Linked DNA regions of Mus musculus: regions 2 and 3 are each linked to region 1. A link is a contact called in public HiChIP or PLAC-seq data. All regions are on one chromosome and are shown on one strand. Each heading gives the region's core, a stretch centred on a gene start, on an enhancer-like site or on the middle of the called end of the contact. The rest is flanking DNA. Distances are from core to core; before and after follow the strand shown. Region 1 overlaps Rad51b (RAD51 paralog B). Region 2 overlaps 4933435C09Rik (a long non-coding RNA gene). Region 3 overlaps Gm46361 (a long non-coding RNA gene).

Evidence for each region. HiChIP or PLAC-seq counts read pairs in DNA pulled down with a chosen protein or histone mark.
Region 2: a contact with region 1 is called in an HNF4G HiChIP or PLAC-seq map of pancreatic cancer cells. The contact joins two enhancer-like sites. A contact is called at or near these places in 1 of 484 Hi-C or Micro-C datasets (bone marrow-derived macrophages) and 3 of 115 datasets of contacts at active chromatin or transcription factors (extraembryonic endoderm stem cells, fibro-adipogenic progenitors and pancreatic cancer cells).
Region 3: a contact with region 1 is called in a FOXA1 HiChIP or PLAC-seq map of pancreatic cancer cells. The contact joins two enhancer-like sites. A contact is called at or near these places in 2 of 484 Hi-C or Micro-C datasets (the HL-1 cell line and bone marrow-derived macrophages) and 2 of 115 datasets of contacts at active chromatin or transcription factors (astrocytes and pancreatic cancer cells).

Annotation. Positions count from the first base shown.
Region 1 is chr12:79,530,420-79,533,301 of GRCm38.p6, reverse strand. The region is part of intron 7 of Rad51b (RAD51 paralog B); the gene reads right to left. Among named protein-coding and RNA genes, the nearest start is that of Rad51b, 230 kb to the right of the region's middle. Within about 2 kb of position 1,416, at least 91 of the 459 cell types and tissues checked have an H3K27ac peak or open chromatin away from gene starts, as enhancers often do. A contact at or near this core is called in astrocytes and pancreatic cancer cells, where this site is marked.
Region 2 is chr12:79,943,385-79,946,266 of GRCm38.p6, reverse strand. It overlaps 4933435C09Rik (a long non-coding RNA gene), which reads right to left. Exons shown (of 3, transcript XR_381736.3): 2 at 463-588. Among named protein-coding and RNA genes, the nearest start is that of 4933435C09Rik, 8.3 kb to the right of the region's middle. RefSeq lists an enhancer at 32-2,469. Within about 2 kb of position 1,441, at least 93 of the 459 cell types and tissues checked have an H3K27ac peak or open chromatin away from gene starts, as enhancers often do. A contact at or near this core is called in pancreatic cancer cells, where this site is marked.
Region 3 is chr12:79,903,628-79,906,509 of GRCm38.p6, reverse strand. Gm46361 (a long non-coding RNA gene) reads right to left here. Exons shown (of 2, transcript XR_001780641.1): 2 at 1,928-2,685. Among named protein-coding and RNA genes, the nearest start is that of Gm51985, 5.4 kb to the left of the region's middle. Within about 2 kb of position 1,494, at least 114 of the 459 cell types and tissues checked have an H3K27ac peak or open chromatin away from gene starts, as enhancers often do. A contact at or near this core is called in astrocytes and pancreatic cancer cells, where this site is marked.

The sequences.
Region 1 (2,882 bases), core at 167-2,666:
ATAGTCATGGCCCTGTGCCAGAACACTCTTATGGAATAAGATATTAACATAGAAATTATTCTAAATGAAGACGTGCAGATAAGGCATTTTTTCCTCTAAGGCATGCCAGCTATTTTTTTTAAAATGTTCAATGTTTAGTAAACTAGGATTATTACATATCATGGGAAACTAAAAAGAATTTCATAAGCTACTTGCAAATACAAAGCCAATGCAAAAAAGACACTAAATTTGGTAGAGCATGCAGATTTTGACTAAAATAAAGAGGAAGGTTTAATGATAGAAATGGTAACTGGAAATAGCAGTACTGGGTCACCAGGAAAATCTAGTCTAGGCTTGGAGTGATTGAAAATTCTTTGATGTAAAAGTGCTATGTTACCCAGTACCAAGTAAGCACTGCACTTGTCACTAGTTCTCACAGGACAAGCATGGACATCACAAAATAAACAGTTCAATACTTAACGGAATCCTTTGCCTCAAAGATGAAAATCTAGGCAGGAATGAATTTCTGTTACCCCTCTTACTGGTATAAAAGGACTCCATCCAAATGAAACCTTTAGAAGGCTATTATCTCTACGTAGGAACCGCCAGTCTTCCTTCTGGGATGAACCATAGAGCTTTCCAGGTTTCCACACAGTGCTCACTGATACAACATTCCCAATGAGTTACTCATGGTACATAAGAATAAATCTCATCTTAAACTGACTTTCACAATCTCCCTACAAAATGACATCTGAAAGCACTTAAGAGATACACTTATACCCCTGGTGGTTAAAAAAAAAAAAGGGGTGGAAAATCCTCTCTGTCTTACTTCATAAAGGTTATTGAAAATGCCATGTGATTAATATTATTTATTTGGCATTGGGTTAAACACCAAAGGTAACACTTAACCACTCTCTGTTTACCAAGTTAATCACCAGATTTGTCTACTTTTGTCTGATTTACTGAGACAAATACTTTGAGTGTCTGAAATGTTTTATCTGGCCCTGGGAAAGGAAAACGAAAGGAGTGTTGTGCATTTATTAATAGATAAGTGCAAACAGGCCCTATCCTATCAAATGAACAGCTAGGACCTTTGGCCACTGTTTACTGAAAATAAAATTAGCCTTGGCTGGCAGGTACTTATCAGCTCTGAGAATAATTAACTACTCACATCTGGTACTCCTTACTGAAAATGCTAGTGGGAGCCATTACCTTTGGTAAGGGTTATATTTCCTGACCAGCTAACCTCCCCCTAACGTACTACTGGAATGCACTCTTCATTCCCAAGCAGTCCGCTGGCAGTACCCAGAGCAGTTCCACAAGCTGTTTCCCCTCCTCAACCCAACAGAAAGACATTTTCAGAAATCCAAAACATATCACCAAGCCATGCTGGCTCCCACAGGGATGCTTACTAACTCACCACAGGGAATTCCCTGCCCCATGGAGGCCTGGGAACTTTGTAAACAAACAAGAGTCAGTCTGAGTTAATCAATAGTAACATTTTGTACTTTAAATTTTGTTTTTGTGGTTTTTCAAGGACTTCAGGGAACTTCATTGTGTAGAATAACATGAATATAGTGCTCAAGGTTCAAGAAGCCCAGGAACCCACAGCTGCCTTCATTGGTCAGACGGAAAACAATAATAAACTAGGAACCTCATGCCCACTTTATTTGTTTTCTATTGTAACAATTCCCTTACTGGGCAATAATTTTCACAATTTCATTAAAGCAAAGGAAATGCTCTGGGGCATTCATATAAATAAGCAATACATAATATGTGCTTTTATATTCATGCAACAGGGATCAAGAGGCAGGAAACCCAGGGCCTCTGCAATTAGCTTGCTGTGAAATCCTAAACAAGTCACTTGTTGTCAAGTGGCTCTCATATCTATGCTCTGTAAAAGCTATACTGCAACGTTGGACTAAGGAGTGACTTCTGACAGTGCCAGGAAAATGTTGGTAAATCAGAAATTAAAATGCCAGCTCTTCTCTGAACCACCACAAAAAGAGCATACACTGGCTGTCCAGTGGGTGGGACCCAGGCCGTCCCGCACATATGTAGCCGGTGTGCAGCTTGACCATTATGTGGGTCCTGAACAATTGGACTGGGGACTATCCCAAAAGCTGTTACCTGTATGTGGAATATCTTCTTCTGGCTGCCTTGTCTGGCCTCTATGGGAGAGAAAGGACCTAGTCTCACAGAGACTTGAAGTGCCAGGGTTGGGGGGCTACCCAGGGGCGGCACCTGCTCAGAGGAGAGGGGGATTGTGTGTGGGGGTGGGGTGGGGTGAGAGTGACTGGGAGTGGGGCAGTGAGCGGGATGTAAAGTAAATAACTAAAAGAAATTAAATTAAAAAAAAAACTTTTTAAAAATGCCAGCTCTTCAAGACCTTTTTCTCAAAGGAAATAGTAAGCTTCTCTCAATAATAAATGGTGCCATTCTAACTTACACCTTTTATTAAAGTATATTTCTGACATGTTTTACAGATAAATGTTGCTCCTAACGCGACAAAAGAGTGTGCATGAAAACCGTGGGTAATCTGAAGATCAGCAGCTGCCCTGTTTCTAAGGAAACTGCAAATTGGATTCTATTAACAATGAATAGACGGTCTCTCCAAACACACAAGCCTTCTAACACACACTAGGTGGGTGGACATCAGATACCTTAGGAGATGAGGACATGAACTAAGAAGCTGGGAAGTCTAAGGATATGGAGCCAGTAATTAGGGGTTGGGAAACAGAAGAAGGTAGGAATAATAGGCAAGAAGGGAATTTAATACTGAGGAGAGACGGGAGGCCAAAGAAAAACAGAAGAAACAGAAAAAACAACGAGCATTCTGGGATTAGGCAGTACAGTCAGGTGAGGCAGTGAGGCCACACCATGGGGGTGGCAGGGGACTATCA
Region 2 (2,882 bases), core at 192-2,691, 410 kb before region 1:
TGCAAGGGGACACGAGGGGAGCAGGGAATGAGGGATGCACAGAGAACCACAGAAATTGGTGTGGGGCAGAACCTGGGGGAGTGGATGTCCAAGGCACACAGTAAGTAAGCTGTTGAGCCTATTAAGAGGCGGTGTTGTGTCTGGAGAAATGTGGTTGATGCAGGAGGATGGATGGCGAGAGGCAGGGAGAGGCTGGGCCAGTGGCCCAGTTGATTAGAGACCAAGGACGAATCAAGTCCTGACAGACTGTGAATGGAGCCCAGTGCCCTGTGTGGAGAAGTGCTTCTCCCATACAACAGCACTTAGAGGTGCAATGGGTGCTCTCAGAGGTAAGGGGTGGGGTGCTCTGTCCTCTCTCCCTAACCCTGCTTTGTGGGGTCCTTGGCTGAGAGGCTAAGGTTCTAGCTTTATGACTTGGGTGATGCCCCGGGGAAGACATTTTGGAAAAGTGTCTCTTCTTACCTGCTGCCCACCACCAGAGCCTGCTCCAGGGCACTCTAACCCCTTGTCTGGTCCCCTGGCTAGGGGTGGAAAGGGGAAGGGTCAGCCTCTTTTACTCCACTCAAGTGTCTTCTGCATGCCAGGGACCTTAGGCAAGGAAGAGACAGGCCATCAGCACTTCCTGTCTTGGAAGGACAAGCCGCTGCCACCACCGCCAACAGACGGACAGCACAGTGGGATTTCCCGGTTCCAATTTGTTCAGCTCAGTTTGATTCTTTCTTTCCCTAGTGAGATTCATGTGGTGATGTTTGCTCTTCGGCAGCAGTTTACGGGCACAGTGGGGTTTGGAGAGACCTGAGATAGCCACGTGAAGGAAGCAGGTTCTCTGAGGCTGTGCTCTCCCAGCAAGGCCTGGACTCGAACCCATACCCAACTCTCAGGCCCTCAGCCCTTGTCAGATCAACTCCAAGGAGCTTCCATTCCAGGCCTCCCAGGACCCTTGGCCTCACACCACTTCCTGCTAAAAATTGCCACAGGCTTCTCTCCTCAGACCAGAACCTCCCTTTGTTTACTTTACCCCTCAGGACTGGGATTTCTTTGGGCCTGGCTCTCCTTTCCTATTAAGGTCTATGAAAAATGGGTGTGTGTGTGTGTGTGTGTGTGTGTGTGTGATGGGCAGACTGCTGTGCCTGCCCACCTTGGGTTATCTGTGAGTCTCCTGTGCTACCAGCCTGGGGACAGCTCTGGCCCTTGTGCGTCCCTCCCCCACATCTGTACACGCCTATCCTTTCCTGTGTCAATTGACATTTGTCCTCAGTGGGGAGAGAAGACCTAAAGGATTTGCACAGAGAGACCCAGGGCAGAGGGAGATAAATGGAATTTGCAATAAATCCGGGAGCAAAGTTGTAACTTGACTTCAAAACAAACAAAAGGGCCAGAACTGCACTTAAGCTCTGCAGAAGCTCAACTCCCAGTGTAAACAGAAAAGAGCAGTGGGGGTGGGGAGCCTCCGAGGGCCTGGGACAGAGGGGCAGGGTGAGGCTGACTGACTTCCTCCAGAGGATAGGGCTGGGGCAAGGTTTCTGTGGCCTTGCTAAGGGTGGAGGAAGACAGGCCAACTGCTGCTGCCTGCCTCTCTTTTCCCATGACTTTCCTGAAGGGAAAAGTGTCCCCAGGATCTGAAAAGTGTCCCCAGAAAGTCTTTTAGAAGAATGTGTCTGTGGTCTGTGGTCTGTGGCTGGACTAGGAGTTTACCCATCTATCCCACTCCTGGGCTGCATCAGATACCTGCATATCTGTGTGTGTCGCTACACTACTCACAGTAACAGGGAATTAGAGCATGCTTAGATGGCCATCAACACACAAACGCATTGCGAACATGTGGTACTTATACGTGATGGCATTTCATTCGGCTGTAAAGAAAGACAAAATTATGAAACTTGCAGGAAAATGTGTGGACCTGGAAATTATACTCAATGAGGTGGCCCAGATTCAGGAAGAGAACACCGTATGTTCTCTGTCCTATCAGATCTTAGCCTGTGATGTTTATATGTAGATCTGTGGGTGCGAGCATAGATATAGGATGTGAAATGAGGACTGCGACAAGAAGAAACAGGAGACTCGGGGGGGAGGACACAGAAGACACATGAAGAAAAGCAAAACGGAGAGCTGGGGGGGGATGGCTTAGCAGTTAAAAATGCTTGTCTGCGCAAGCCTAACCATCCATGCTCCATCCCCAGAGCCTATGTAAAGATCTAGATGTGGTGGTGCACATTTGTGGTCTCAGATGATAAGCCTATGGTAGGCTTTCTCATTCATACCACCATGCTCACTGAACACGTGCCCAGGGATTGCAGGCAACAGGAGAAGCTAGAAGGAAGGCCTGGACCACACTCTGCCTCAGAGTGCCTGGAAGGAGTCCCTGTTAACAGCATCTTGTCTACAGCACTGTGGGAGAAGAGATTTCCCTTATTCAAGCCAAGGTTCACACCAAGTTTGTGGAAACCAGCACAAGGCTGCCATCATTGGTATACTTGAATCTGGATGTCTTTTCCTTAAAGCCATAAGAGAGACCCTGGGCCAGCCCTGTCACACCACAAGGTTGTCTGAGGAGGCAGAGTCTCTAGAAAAGCACAGAGAAGTGATGGGACCCATTTGGTCGGAAGAAAAAGCAAGACCAAGGGAATGAATTACTCATTCATTCATTCATTCATTCACTTGTTCACTCACTTACCACTGGCTTATGGAACCTACTACAGGCCAGGCTCTTAGAACAAAACTGCACCCAAGGCTAGAGCCAGTCTTGTCCTGATCATAGGAGCTTGGGCCACAAGGTCCATCGTATATCACTGAAAAGGCTGGTTGATGTGTCTGGGATTTTCTCCAACTCTGGGATTGGGTGATTTGGGAGAAGAAAGAAGGGACCAGGGTGTGTTGTGTGT
Region 3 (2,882 bases), core at 245-2,744, 370 kb before region 1:
GTGCTGACCGTGGGAAGCTGACAGACTCTGTGGCAGTAAGGGCTGAAAATACTTCCCCAACCCACACCACCCTCAAGCCTTTAGGAAAGGGAGCAGATCCCACTCGGCCTTGCAGGCCTGAGCTGCAACACCAGGCTCAGCAGGCTCTGTTACCAGAAAGTGCTAACAGGGGCAGCCCAGGCCTCTGTGAGAGACCTCCCTTGAAAGGATCCTGGCCAGTCCTCTGGCCAATACCCACTGAGAGGCAGAGAACAACCACGAAGGAAGAAATGAGAAGCCTGAAGGTTTATAGGGAGGCTATTTGGCCCTACCCAGCCTCTCTGTGGGCTCTCTCAGCCACTATCCATAGAGCTTGAGGTTTAAAGAATGCAGGGAAGAGAGAACAGGCCCCAAACTGATTAGGACCCAACTTTCCAAACAGACACAGGTCACCCTCTTCCTGCCCCAAACACCAGGCAGAGCAAATGCTATTAATAACTGCAGCCTCTCTCCAGGCCACGAGGGCTGAGCCTGCTCCTCCAACTCGGCCAGCTGTTCTGAAACAGGTTTGGGAAAGTAATCTTTGGCACGTAATGAAAAGGGTGTGTAAGGGAGGGGGGTGCCCAAGAGTTCTCTATCAGGGCCAATATTATTTTTAATTGCCGAGAATCAGCCTGTGGCCGTTACTCAAGGCTGCAGAGACCGGGTTTGCCAGGGATCGGAAACCAACTTCAAGAGGAGTTGAAAAGCTCATTCCAAAGACTGTTCATTACTGAGCTGTGGCTTCTTGTGGAAAATCAGGTTATGTCTTGACGTTTGTACAATCCATTCTCCATGCCACCTCTCTCCCCCCTGTATCCCGCCGAGAGAGTGAGCGAGCAGTGAATTTGAGTTATCTGGGAATTTTAGTGTCTGACCCCCCCCCACAACCTCCACCCCACCCAAAGCATGACCGATGGCCCATTTTTCAAGCCAAATCTTGCCCCATGTAGGCAGCTGTCATGGAACCACAGAAAGTACTTGAAGGAGCACAAGCAATGGCTGGTTCTAATCTGGAGGGGGAAGAATATGAATTAACAAGGCAGTTCCTTATGGAAGAATGTTTTCTTTTCTTCAGCCTCAGCCTGCATATTTTCACAACATGTGTACTCTGTTACCTTGTCACTTCCCTGTTTTCTTTGGGTAAATAACTGGGCTCTGGACTTCAGGAAGAAAGAAAGAAACCCAGCCCAGGAGTGTCACTAAGGCAGGCCTGGCTAGCTGAACTAGCAGGGAGGAAGGAGTCTGTGCTGAGGGCCAAGGCAGCTTGTGCAGACTCAGTCTGGCCGGCCTAGCAGGGGCTGTTCACTGATCTCTACAGGTACTGGTGTGGGAGTGAGAGACCCGGGCACTGAACTGCCCAGCTGGGCCCTGTGCTTGGCAGACCTCAAGGCTGCAGGAAGTAAACAACTCTCCTTAGCTGAGTCAACTGTGAAGGCCTCTCTGAACCCAGCAGAGTCAACAAGGCTCACAAAGGCTCTTCTGCCAACTCTGCCCTTCCACTGGCCAGTGAGGCAGCAGGGATGAGAGAGGCCACTCTTGTGGTTCCCAGCAGTGAACCAGGGAGGAACTGGCAGGAGCCAGGGCCTTCTGTGGAACATGGGATAGGCTCTTCCTCCAGATCGAGAAAGTGTTTGGATGTGTTGGTGATGGAGTCCCGTGCAGATGTCCAAAGGCTTCTGTTCTTGTCTTCCAGGGATGCTGGGCTTTTCACTTGAACATTCCCCTGTGGTGTCTGTCACCTACTCCAGAAGAGGTAGAAAATAAATAAATAAATAAATAAATAAATAACCACTGGGCCACTAACTGGATGTCTTTCAAAGTTGCACTATTAAAGAAGGCATGAGATGATCCGTTGTGGGTTCCTTTAATGAGTGAAGATCTTTTCATTATAGAGCAGCAATGACTCTTTTTGATTTTGATTACATTTTTATTTCTTCATCTGTGCACGTGTGGGCACACATATAGGCGGTGGTCAGGAGACAGCTTGCAGAAGTCAGTTCACTCCTTCCACCACTGGGTCCCAGTGAGTCAAAGTTGGGGTGGTCAGGCTTTGTGCAAACCCCTAATCCACCCAGCTACTTCACCAGCTGAGTAACAGCAACTCTTACTTACTCAGCTCTTCACCACTGATAGTCAGAGAAGAAAATCAGAATTAGAAATGATGGATGACTCACGCCTATAATTGCAACACTTGGGTGACTGAGGCAGGAGAATTATGACTTTCAATCCGACCTGGGGTACATAGCAAGGTCTTGTGTTCCCCCCGCAAAAAATTAAACAGAATATAGAACCAATAAAATAATACTATCTTATTGCTCTTGATATTATATAGCATGTAAAAGAAGTTAAGTTTGCCATGTGTCACAGCATGCTTGCAGGAGAAACTGAGGCATACCTATTCAGAGACTGAGACTCTCATAAAGTCCAACAGTGGGCTTGGGAAAGGAAGGGTTAACTGGCTGTTGTCTGGGTGGCTGCATACCTATGTTTCTTTTTTTTTTCCATCTGCTCAGGAGCCTTTGATTCCAACCTTGAAATTCCCTGTCTCACCTTGTAGATCACACAGCCCTCCAGCCTTCCTGGGACAGATCTTTGGAACTTTAAAGTTGAATTTTCGGTTGCAAAGGTCTGGTCCTCATCTGCTGAGCACCTCTTTATATATCCCTGGAGTGAGGCAAATGTCCACAGGAGGGGTCACTTTGATGCTCAGGATGATCAGGATGGTGACTTTGGAAGCCATGCCTATCCTAAATTGCAGACTGCAAGGGCTTGTGGAAAAAAAGGAGACAGAGAGACAGGGGGAAGCAGAGACACAGAGAGAGACATCAGAGAGAGTGAGAGACATAGAAAGACACAGAGAT